Regions from separate parts of the Anas platyrhynchos genome. Here region 2 is linked to region 1. The links are chromatin contacts, called in public Hi-C maps. All regions are on one chromosome and are shown on one strand. The core of a region is the stretch at or near the end of the contact, and the rest is flanking DNA. Distances in the headings are between cores, read along the strand shown.

The links. Hi-C and Micro-C count contacts between places; a contact is called where the count stands out from the background.
Region 2: a Hi-C map of liver shows a contact between it and region 1, with 2.2 times the contacts expected there. The contact joins two enhancer-like sites. A contact is called at or near these places in 2 of 8 Hi-C or Micro-C datasets (liver and skeletal muscle).

What each region holds. Positions count from the first base shown.
Region 1 is chr19:8,893,046-8,897,448 of IASCAAS_PekinDuck_T2T, reverse strand. ITGB4 (integrin subunit beta 4) reads left to right here. Exons shown (of 41, transcript XM_027471297.3): 19 at 118-151; 20 at 331-522; 21 at 709-812; 22 at 1,089-1,147; 23 at 1,478-1,501; 24 at 1,664-1,812; 25 at 1,893-2,072; 26 at 2,639-2,787; 27 at 3,146-3,350; 28 at 4,329-4,403. Among named protein-coding and RNA genes, the nearest start is that of GALK1, 17 kb to the right of the region's middle. Within about 2 kb of position 1,373, at least 1 of the 8 cell types and tissues checked has an H3K27ac peak or open chromatin away from gene starts, as enhancers often do.
Region 2 is chr19:9,094,419-9,099,473 of IASCAAS_PekinDuck_T2T, reverse strand. The region is part of intron 1 of LOC139999067 (a long non-coding RNA gene); the gene reads right to left. Among named protein-coding and RNA genes, the nearest start is that of TSEN54, 5.7 kb to the right of the region's middle. Within about 2 kb of position 2,378, at least 2 of the 8 cell types and tissues checked have an H3K27ac peak or open chromatin away from gene starts, as enhancers often do.

The DNA.
Region 1 (4,403 bases), core at 124-2,623:
CCACCGCCCACCCAGCCCTGCTCCAGCCCTGCTGCTGTGAGCCCTCCCAGCTGGAGACTTGAGATTTTTACACCCTTGGCTGCAGAGTGACTGTGTGTTTGGTCATGTCTTTTCTAGGCTTGCCTGGCCCTGCTTCCCTGCTGTGCACGAGGTACCAGCCCTTTGAATGGGGGGGAGAGAGGGGTTTGTGGGGTCACTGCCTTCCTTGGGGGGAGGACACAAGTAGGGATCCCCTTGTGGGGTGTGGTAAATCAGGGCCATCTCCCAGCAGAGCCAAGCTGCTGCCCGTCCTCCCTGCCCCACAGCACTGACTCTGCCCCTGCTCTGCAGGTCGCACGGTTGGCTTCAAGGAGGACCACTACATGCTGCGCCAGAGCCTCATGTCCTCCGACCACCTGGACACCCCCATGGTCCGCAGCGGGTCCCTCAAGGGCCGGGACACCGTCCGCTGGAAGATCAACAACAATGTCCACAAGCAGGGCTTCGCCTCCCACACTGCCACCGCCAACCCCAAAGATCTCAGTGAGTGTCTCCGCCGGGGAATGGGACCCCAAGGAGGTGCTGTGGTGCCATAAAGGGCATGGACGCCATGGGATCTGGACACCATGTCCCCGCGTATATCAGGCATATCCCCACACATCCAGCTTTTGCTGGGTGATTTCTCTGACCGGGAGGGAAGAAACCTGACTGGGGCATTTCTCCTTGCAGTTCCCTACGGGCTGTCTCTGAGGCTGACCCGGCTTTTCACGCAGAACCTCACGAAGCCGGAGAGCCGGGAGTGCGAGCAGCTGCGCAAGGAAGTGGAGGAGAACGTAAGGGCCTGAGCACCTGGGGGGGCTTGGGGTGGGACTGGGCACAGCCACGGTGGTGGTGGCTGTGACACCTTCCCTGGACACTCAGTCCTTGAAATGAAGAAGAGATTTTTCCTGATTTTTTTTTTTTCCTCCTTCTGAAAGAAAACACAAACCTTAAGAATTATCAAAGCATCACGTTGATGAGGCTTGCTCCTGAAGCTCCTCTCTAGCTTCAGTTTGCAGCTTCTGGCTGTGTTCTGGGGATAAACCCCATGTCCATCTTGCTCCTTGCAGCTGAACGACATTTACAAGCACATCCCAGGCTGCCACAAGCTCCAGCAGACCAAGTTCAGGTGGGTCACTGGGGGGGGAGAACGCCTGTCTCGGGGTCAGGGTTGCCCCAGGGCACTGCTGATGAGGGAAGGGATGGGGAAGGGTGTGAAATCTGTGAGCTGGGAGGGAGCAGGGTCTGTGAGCCCTTCCCAACACAAACATGAGCCCAGTGAGGAGCTTCACCCACCGGAGGCCACGGGCTCTGCAGGGAGGTTTGGCACCGCTCCCCATGGCTGAATCCCGTGGGGCATCTGCCGCGGCTCAGACATGTGCAGGGCTGTGATTCACACAGAACTTTGTCTCCCCAGAAGCGTTACTCACTCTGATTTTATTTTATTTTTCCCCCTCAGGGTACAGCCCAATTCTGGGAAAAGGTAAGTGGAGCTTGCAGCCTTGTCTTTGCTGCTTCTCCCTTTTTGTGGGCAGGGGTGTGGGTGGCGGAGTGCCCTGCAAACCCGCTAACCCCTCCAGGTGCTGCGTGCGATGAGCAGACCTGGCCTCAGCTCTTCCCCTGCTTTTTGTTCCCCCGGCCACAGGCAGGACCACACCATCGTGGACACTGTGCTCACCGCCCCTCGCTCAGCCAAGATGGACATCATCAAAGTCACCGAGAAGCACGTCTCCCACGAGGCTTTCAACGACCTGAAGGTTTCGCCAGGTTATTACACCGTGACCTCGGATCAAGGTAGGGAGCGGAGCCCAGCACGGCGTCCTGGCCGGGCAGAGGGGGCATTTCCCACCTCTCACCGTCACCCTTTCCCCCAGATGCTCATGGGATGGTGGAGTTCCAAGAAGCCGTGGAGCTGGTGGATGTCCGTGTCCCGCTCTTCATCAGGGAGGATGATGATGATGAGAAGCAGCTGCAGGTGGAGGCCATTGACGTCCCCACCGGCATCGCGGAGATTGGACGCAGGCTGGTCAACATCACCATCATCAAAGAACAAGGTGAAGGGCAGCAGCCATGGCACGAGGCATGACCAAGGGCACTCGTGTTGGTTGGCCCCTTGTCCAGATGGACTCCTGTGGTTCCTAAGGAAGGTGTTGAGTTCCCCAGCATCACAAGCCAGAAATTTGCTTGGTGACTGCTATCTGAAGGCACCTGGGTCTAAACTAGAGCATCTTTTAAAGCATCCAAGGGAGGGCCATCATCCCTGATGGCAGGGACCAAAACGTTTGACCATCACAGGTTTTAAGTGCTATGTTGTGTGGCAGATCCAAGGTTGGCCACGTGCCTCTGCTGCTCCAGTTCTAAAGTTGTTGGAGTGATGCAGTGGAAGCCCTCATTGCTCTTTATGCTGTGCTTGGGGCAGGTGAACACCCCCAGTGATTTTCCTCTGCTTTCTGTGTGGTTGTTCTTTGGGCAGGGAGCAAGAGGACTGGTAAAGTCTCCAGTCCATGCAGTGGTATTTCTAATGCAGTTCATACCCATGGGTGGTAGGAAGTCTCTTCCCAAGTGCTCGTAATGCGATTTTTCATGCATTTGACACATTTGTTCTCTCCTGCCCTTCCAGCCAGCAGCCTCATCACCTTCTTGCAGCCAGCCTATTCCCACAGCCGCTTTGACAAGGTGGCCAAGATCCCTGTCCTGCGGGAGATCATAGACAACGGGAAGTCCCAAGTCACCTACAGGACCCGAGACCTCACCGCCAAGGACGGCAGGGTAAGGCCAATGCTCCTGGCCTTGGCAGGCAGGAACGAGCAGACACCAGGGAAGGAACCGACCCTAGGGCTGCAGGAAAACTGAGTTGGGTTCAAAGGGGACATGGCCAGGAGAAGGTGGACCCAAGGCTTTTGTGTAGCACAGGGACGGACACATTCTCCTCCATCCCTGATTCCTGCCCTCATTCCCTGTGCCTCAGGGACTTGAGAGGCTGCTTGGACCTCAGTCAGAGGGTGCCGGCTGCCCCCGAGCTGTGGGGCACTGGGAGGCCAGTGGAGGTTCACTGGGAGACGAGGGGAATCACTCTGGGAACCATCTCACGGGTGCTGCGTGCTCTGACCTCTCCCTCCTCCTCCAGGACTACGTCTTTGCAGAAGGCGACCTGATCTTCCAGCCCGGCGAGACCCGGAAAGAGGTGCAGGTCTCCTTGCTGGAGCTCACCGAAATAGACACCCTCCTGCACAACTGCCAGCTCAAGCAGTTCGCCATCGACCTCCTCCATCCCAAGTACGGCGCCAAGATCGGCCGCTACCCCCAGACCACGGTGACCATCGCTGACCCAGGTAGGGGCTGGCAGATGGCAGCAGGAGCTGGGGGACCCCAGCAGGACCTGCCCAGCCGGGTCCTGCAGAGCTCCAAGCCCTGCTGCTCACCCCAAGGGCAGGGATGAGGAGGTGCCTCCAGCTCCCACTGGTAGATTTGGGTCTCCCTCTAGAGGCTTGAGCGGGTATAGGCACTGGGTGGGAAGAGAATAGATGATCTACACTGCAAAAGGAAATAGAGGGCATTCTTCTTTCCTTTTCCTTGGGGATTTGAAGAAAAAGCTGTTAAAATAAAGGAGAGGCTCCCTTTCTGGGAGCTGTGCTTGGCGATTCCTGTGACTGTGGCCGTACAGAGCTGTAAGAGCTGCCAGCAAGTGGGTCAATTACAGAGAGATTTATCGTGGTAATAGCTAGGAAAACGGGATAAAAACAGTCCGTTGTCACTGGAGTAACCAGAGCAGCTTCCTGGAACAGGCAAGGCCTTGGTGGCTTTCTAGGAGAAACAAGGGGAGGGGATTTTTTGGGTAGACCTGTGTGGTGCCAGGAGTTGGGCTCGGTGATCCTTGTGGGTCCTTTCCAACTCGGGATATTCGGGGATTCTGTGACTTGAGAAGGCTCTGCCCATCTCCTGCTCCTCTCACGGCTGCACAGGGCAAGCAATCAAGATGTGGAAGCATTGTTAAATATATTCAGCCAGAGCTAAGGATTTTAAGCTGCAAGAAGCCAAGTTCTTCCTACCTGGGCAGATTGTGAGAAGCAGCAAGAGGTGCAGGACTTGGGGGGTCAGCGCCAGACCCTTGTGCCAGCTGGCTGTATGGTTTGGGGATGTCATCACTGAATGCCTCAGTCTCCCTTCCTTGTGATGGGGAAATACCCTTCTGAAATGCTCTGAGAAGTTCACTCATTAATGGCCAGGCAGTGATGGGAAGAGGCACATTTCCTTCTTTTCCATCCTCGCGGGGCACTGGCACTGATGTGCTCTCTTCCTCGTGTCTGCAGAGGTGGTGGATGGTGTCCCCCCACTGACTGGCATGGGCCAAGTCACGCAGTCCCCCAAAGGCCGCCTGGGTGCAC
Region 2 (5,055 bases), core at 1,129-3,628, 200 kb before region 1:
GGGGTAGGAAATGCCCCTTCTCAGCTGACTGCCCTAATGAGTATCACCTCATCAGCCAAACAGGCACTTGGGATGGCATGAATTGGCTTAACCAACCATCAGGAGACATTTTCCCCTTTGGGGCAGAAGCCATTAGCAGACCACACAGTATTTTCCAGCTTGTATTGGTCTGATTATATCCATCAGACAGGCTTTCATTGTGCTTTCCCCCCCAGGATTAAAGTACTTTTTGCTATCTGGGAAAGTACTTAACAGTGTAATTAAGTCACCAGGCCCTTCGTTTGATAAGGACTAAGCAGACTGAGTTCTCACATTCCCTCCCTGCATGGCATTTTGGCATTTCCTTCTAATGCTTTCCAAGTTTTCAGTATTCTTTTAAAGCCCCAATACTAAAGCTGTGTGGATGAATTTAGCATCTCTGGCCTTGCCCCTGCCCGAAGCAGGAAGGAATCACCTCCTGCCCTCGCACCCTGCCTGTAGCCATTCCTCCTGCCCACCTGGGAGCTGAGAGCAGAATGAAACCATCCCCACCCCACACGCTGCCACCCCCTTGCAGGCACCACGCTGCACCTATTTGACAGCAGAGCTGGACAAAGCCGTATCAGCTCACTGCAGGCACCCTGTTACAGCACCACACAACAGAAGGGTTTCTATATCCAGCATTACCTCTGAAAGCACAGGTACAATCAGAGGGCTTTCACCTCACCTGTTCCCACACCAGATGCTGCTGTGTGCTGCTGGGATTACTGCTAACCAGCAGGATGTGCTCCCTCCTGATGCTGCTCCCCGCGCACAGGGCAGCGTGCTAGCAGGTATTGCAGAGCCTGCTCAGGGAGAGGCAGAGATGGAATCTCATTTTAGGAGCACGCAGAGGGAAAAATAGTTTCTCCACGTATTAGGATAAAGTTACTTTTGGCTCAAGTTGATGCTGCACAGCCATTTCTGCTGGAACAGCTTCTTGCAGAAACCTCCCCATGGCTACAGCTACTCACAGACCTCAGGAACAGTTTGAACCCCCCTAAAAGAAGGAAAATTAAGCTTTTAGGAGGAAGAAACATTTCCATTCACGGCAGCAGCATTGCTCTCATTTCCGAGACTGAGTACTATGTACAAAGATTACCTCCCATCCTGTCCCCCAAAGTTCAGGACAAGAACATCTTTTAGCTTTTAAAGCCTCAGAGGTGGACATTTGTAGTGCCAGTCCTCGGTGCTCTCAACTAAAATAAGTGGGATTAAATGGTGTTAATTTAACTTAGTTGCACACTGATGTGAACTACTCTGAAGCTATATGTGAGGCAGAACATGTCCCAGGTGTCTGGGGACCAGCAGAGGGACACGGTCCTTGCGTGAACACTAAGTGGTGCTTCCTGATGCACAGCAGCACACGAGCCAGGGAGCAGCTGGCACAGGAGCTGAGAAGCCACTCCAGGATCAAAGGAGGCTGCAGAGGGCTCATCCTCACCTTGTCTGCTACAACCCGTTGCTGATGATGCACACCGAACCCTTCACACTGGTTACAGAAATATATAGGTACTCTTTCTTTCTGTAAGACATCTTACAGCTACAGCTGCTTGAGGGAAGCTGAAGCACCCCCCTGAGGTTTGGTGGCTGCAATAACCACTGGGGAACAAGCACTGCTCTCCCAGCTCCAGATCACAGCCACCTGCCAACTGCTCTTGCGAAGCCCCATGCCACCAGGATGCCCAGCAGCAGCTATCAGGCTGCAAACCACCCCCAAAAAGCAGCCAGGAGCTCCCCCAAGCCACCCCCACCCTCAGACAAGCACACAGCTGTCCTCAGCACAGGAGCAGGCTCTCACCTTATTTTACAGCAGCTACAGGTGGGTGTGGGGAGCAGCTTGGTTATTTGAAGGACTTATGGGACAGTCCTTGCACACAGAGCAGGACCTGCTGCATGCAGGACTCCTCTGGGTGCCCCGGGGCTGCTGCACACAGAGGCAGACCCTGCAACACCTCCAGCGAGTGCTCATGTCTGCTGCCAATATATTTTTAGGTGACTAAGACACCTTTGTTCAACAAAGTGAAAATTGCTTTATCTTGCAGCATAAAGCCTTGTCAAAGAGTAAAAAGCAGGTAACTGGCTTGACATGGTGGCCCCAAACCCATGCGTGACAGGCAGCGAAATAACAGCCCTTGGGCACTGAGTGTTTCTTCCACTTACAGGGCACTTTCAGTGCAGGAATGTACTACTTCTGTAAACCTGCCTTTAGTCCAAATGGAATCCAATCACAGAAGATACCACGGACACAAAGTTCTGACTAAAAGTTCAAAACAGTCACAAAGTGCCCTTGGTGTGGGCTCAGAAAGCTGTGATCAGCTTTGAATGCAAGAACCACTGCGTGCTCAGGAAACGGCCTCAAGTCGAGGTCAGTCCTGTGCGAGGGTGGCAAGAAGCCAGCTGCAGACTGACATCTGCTGAAGGTCCCCAAGGGACCCACAAGAAGCGGGACAGCTGGGATCAAGTACCCTCTGTGGGATGCTCAGGGTAACCCAGCAGCACCCCCCAGGCTCCCAGGTCCCATCCCAGAGCCCTACAGCCAGGAGGAGGGAGCCCAAAGGGGACCTCGAGAGGGCTGCAAGTGCCACATTGCTGCCAGCCCCCCCCAGAGCTCGAGGGATGCTCAGGAGCAAGAGCTAGGTACCCAACGGCAGCCAGCAGCACAGAAACAGGCTGATGGGAAGGGAGGCATCAGGCAACACAGCCAGCGAGGCAAAGATGCTTATTAATCTGAAAGCTGTCACAGGGAGCCTCATGGCACCTTCCTCCTGAGAGCAGAGCATGGCAGGCTCTCCAACCCACCTCATTAGTGCTTTGCCAGCCACAATGGGCCAGCTTTCAGAAATGCATCCCAGTTATCAGAGTCCAAAACAATCCCAACCAAGCCTGCTTCCCACTCCACAGTGTGTGTTGTGCCCACTGCCAGCTGGAGACTCATCCCTTCCCACCCCAGCACCACGCTGGCTTTCCCACAAGCAAAGAAAAGCAGCATCGCCCTTTTCAGCCTCGCCAACAGAACAAATCAGCACGCAGCAGTGCTATAATTGAGGCCATCTGCACCAGACATCAAGGTGTAGATGAACTTACGTGTTCATGGGGCTGATTTATTTGTAGGAGCTGTTAAAATATCTTCATTATCCCAACCTCTTGATGTTGCACATTAATAAAACTCAAGAGCCCAGATGAGCACACTTTGTTAGTGCTCCAACTAATCAATGCAAAAACCTCCTTGGAAACACGGGCAGCAGCACAGAGGAGTTGAGTGGTCTCAGGGTGCACTGATACCAGCACCAAGCAGCCCTTCACCCTTCCTTAGCACCTTCACACCCACTGCTCCAAGCCTCAGCACAAGGCTTCATTTGAAATGAAGACATTTCAAAGTACCAGGTGAACGCAAATGCCTCAGAAGGAAGTTATGAAACCTGAGCAAGAAGCATGACCCAGAGCCTTGAACTCTGAGCAGCAAGGCTCCTGTACCCCACGGCAGGCAGTGTTCGATGTCAGTCTGCTCGAGTGACCTGCAGGATGCCAAGGCAAATTGGGGAAACAAGAACAGCTTCAGCCATCCTTGCCAGATGGAAGTAATTCCGCATTTCCCCCAGCCTAGCGCAGTGCATCACTGAAGACAGACAGACTCTGGTTATTTTAACCGATCTGTCTGGAGTTGGTCCATGGTTCCCTGGCTTTTCACATGTAATTAGTAATGCACAGGTTTCGGTAAGTGATTTCAAACATGCTTAGAGAACCAGCAGCTCTAGAAATTCATGCAGTGATTACTGAAAGCCTGGATTCGTGTCATTACCTGGGACCTTCGTTAGCTCACTGCGTACCACAGCCCACGCAGCGAGGCTATGATCAGTTTTCCTGTTGCAGAGCCCCATCAGTGGAGTCGCAGCCTACAGGTGGTCACACCAAGACAATTCCTACAGCAAATTTATCAGACAGGAGAAAGTGAAATTTAAGCTCCTCCAGCCCTCAGCCATCAGAAGGCAGCAGTAGTAGCCAGTGAACCACAGCACACACACTGGTTATGCAGAAGCATTAACCACTTAGTCCCCAAAGTTCAGTTCTCAACAAGTTTTTTAAAACCTTGCCCTTACGCCTCCTCAGTCCAGTCCTTTAGCCCAGAAACCTACCTCAGAAATGACCTTTTTGGCCAAAAGTCTCTTGCCAATACCCCACCCGAGCTCCCAGTGGTATCACAGTACAGGAACCATCCCCAACATCATGAGCACCCCACAGCAGCAAGGACAAGCTGCAACACCTGGCCTCATTATCTTTCCATATGAAACCAAATACTTCCCTGTATATTTAAGGTCTGCCAAACCCAATTTTAAATGATTGCCAAATGCTCCTTTTTTATATTCTGCAGTAAATAGTTCAAGTTGTCAATATAATGCCCTGAAAACTAGGAGTTGAGATATTAGTCACTAAAATATAATTAAGTGTAAGACAATTGTACGCTGAACAACTGCTAACGAGCGATAACAGGGCTGTTGAGCAGTGATGATATGAGCTATCTCAGAGTTGAGCAATTTTGATAGTATAACACATATTACAACATACACAAGAATTCAAGCACTTACAATCTTAGAGTTAGCATCCTTATCTGCCCCAAATTACACACAAGCCTCTTGGTATTAGGCCACGCTCCACAGGGTGCAATGAAGTCAAGGCAGACAGCCGCATTACCCACCTCAGACACCGCTTTCCAATCATTGCCATTTGTTGGTGAACAGCTGAAGTCTGAGCCACAAACAGTTGAGGCACAGCTGGTTTCTGCAAGTTACTAAATTGCTTCCAAAAACCATGCCAAGAGTTGCAGGATTTATTAAATTTAGAGATTAACACAGGTAGCAGTACCTGGCAGAGCAGCTTAGCTCAGGCACGCAGCACAGTTCCCACCTGGCTGTACCTTGCACATTGCATGAAACGTAAAAAATCTTAAGTCCCTACTTTTTCTTATCTTCTCAAAAAAAAAAAAAAAAAGCAAAAAACACAACACTATAAGCTTATTTACACCAAACTCATCCAAGT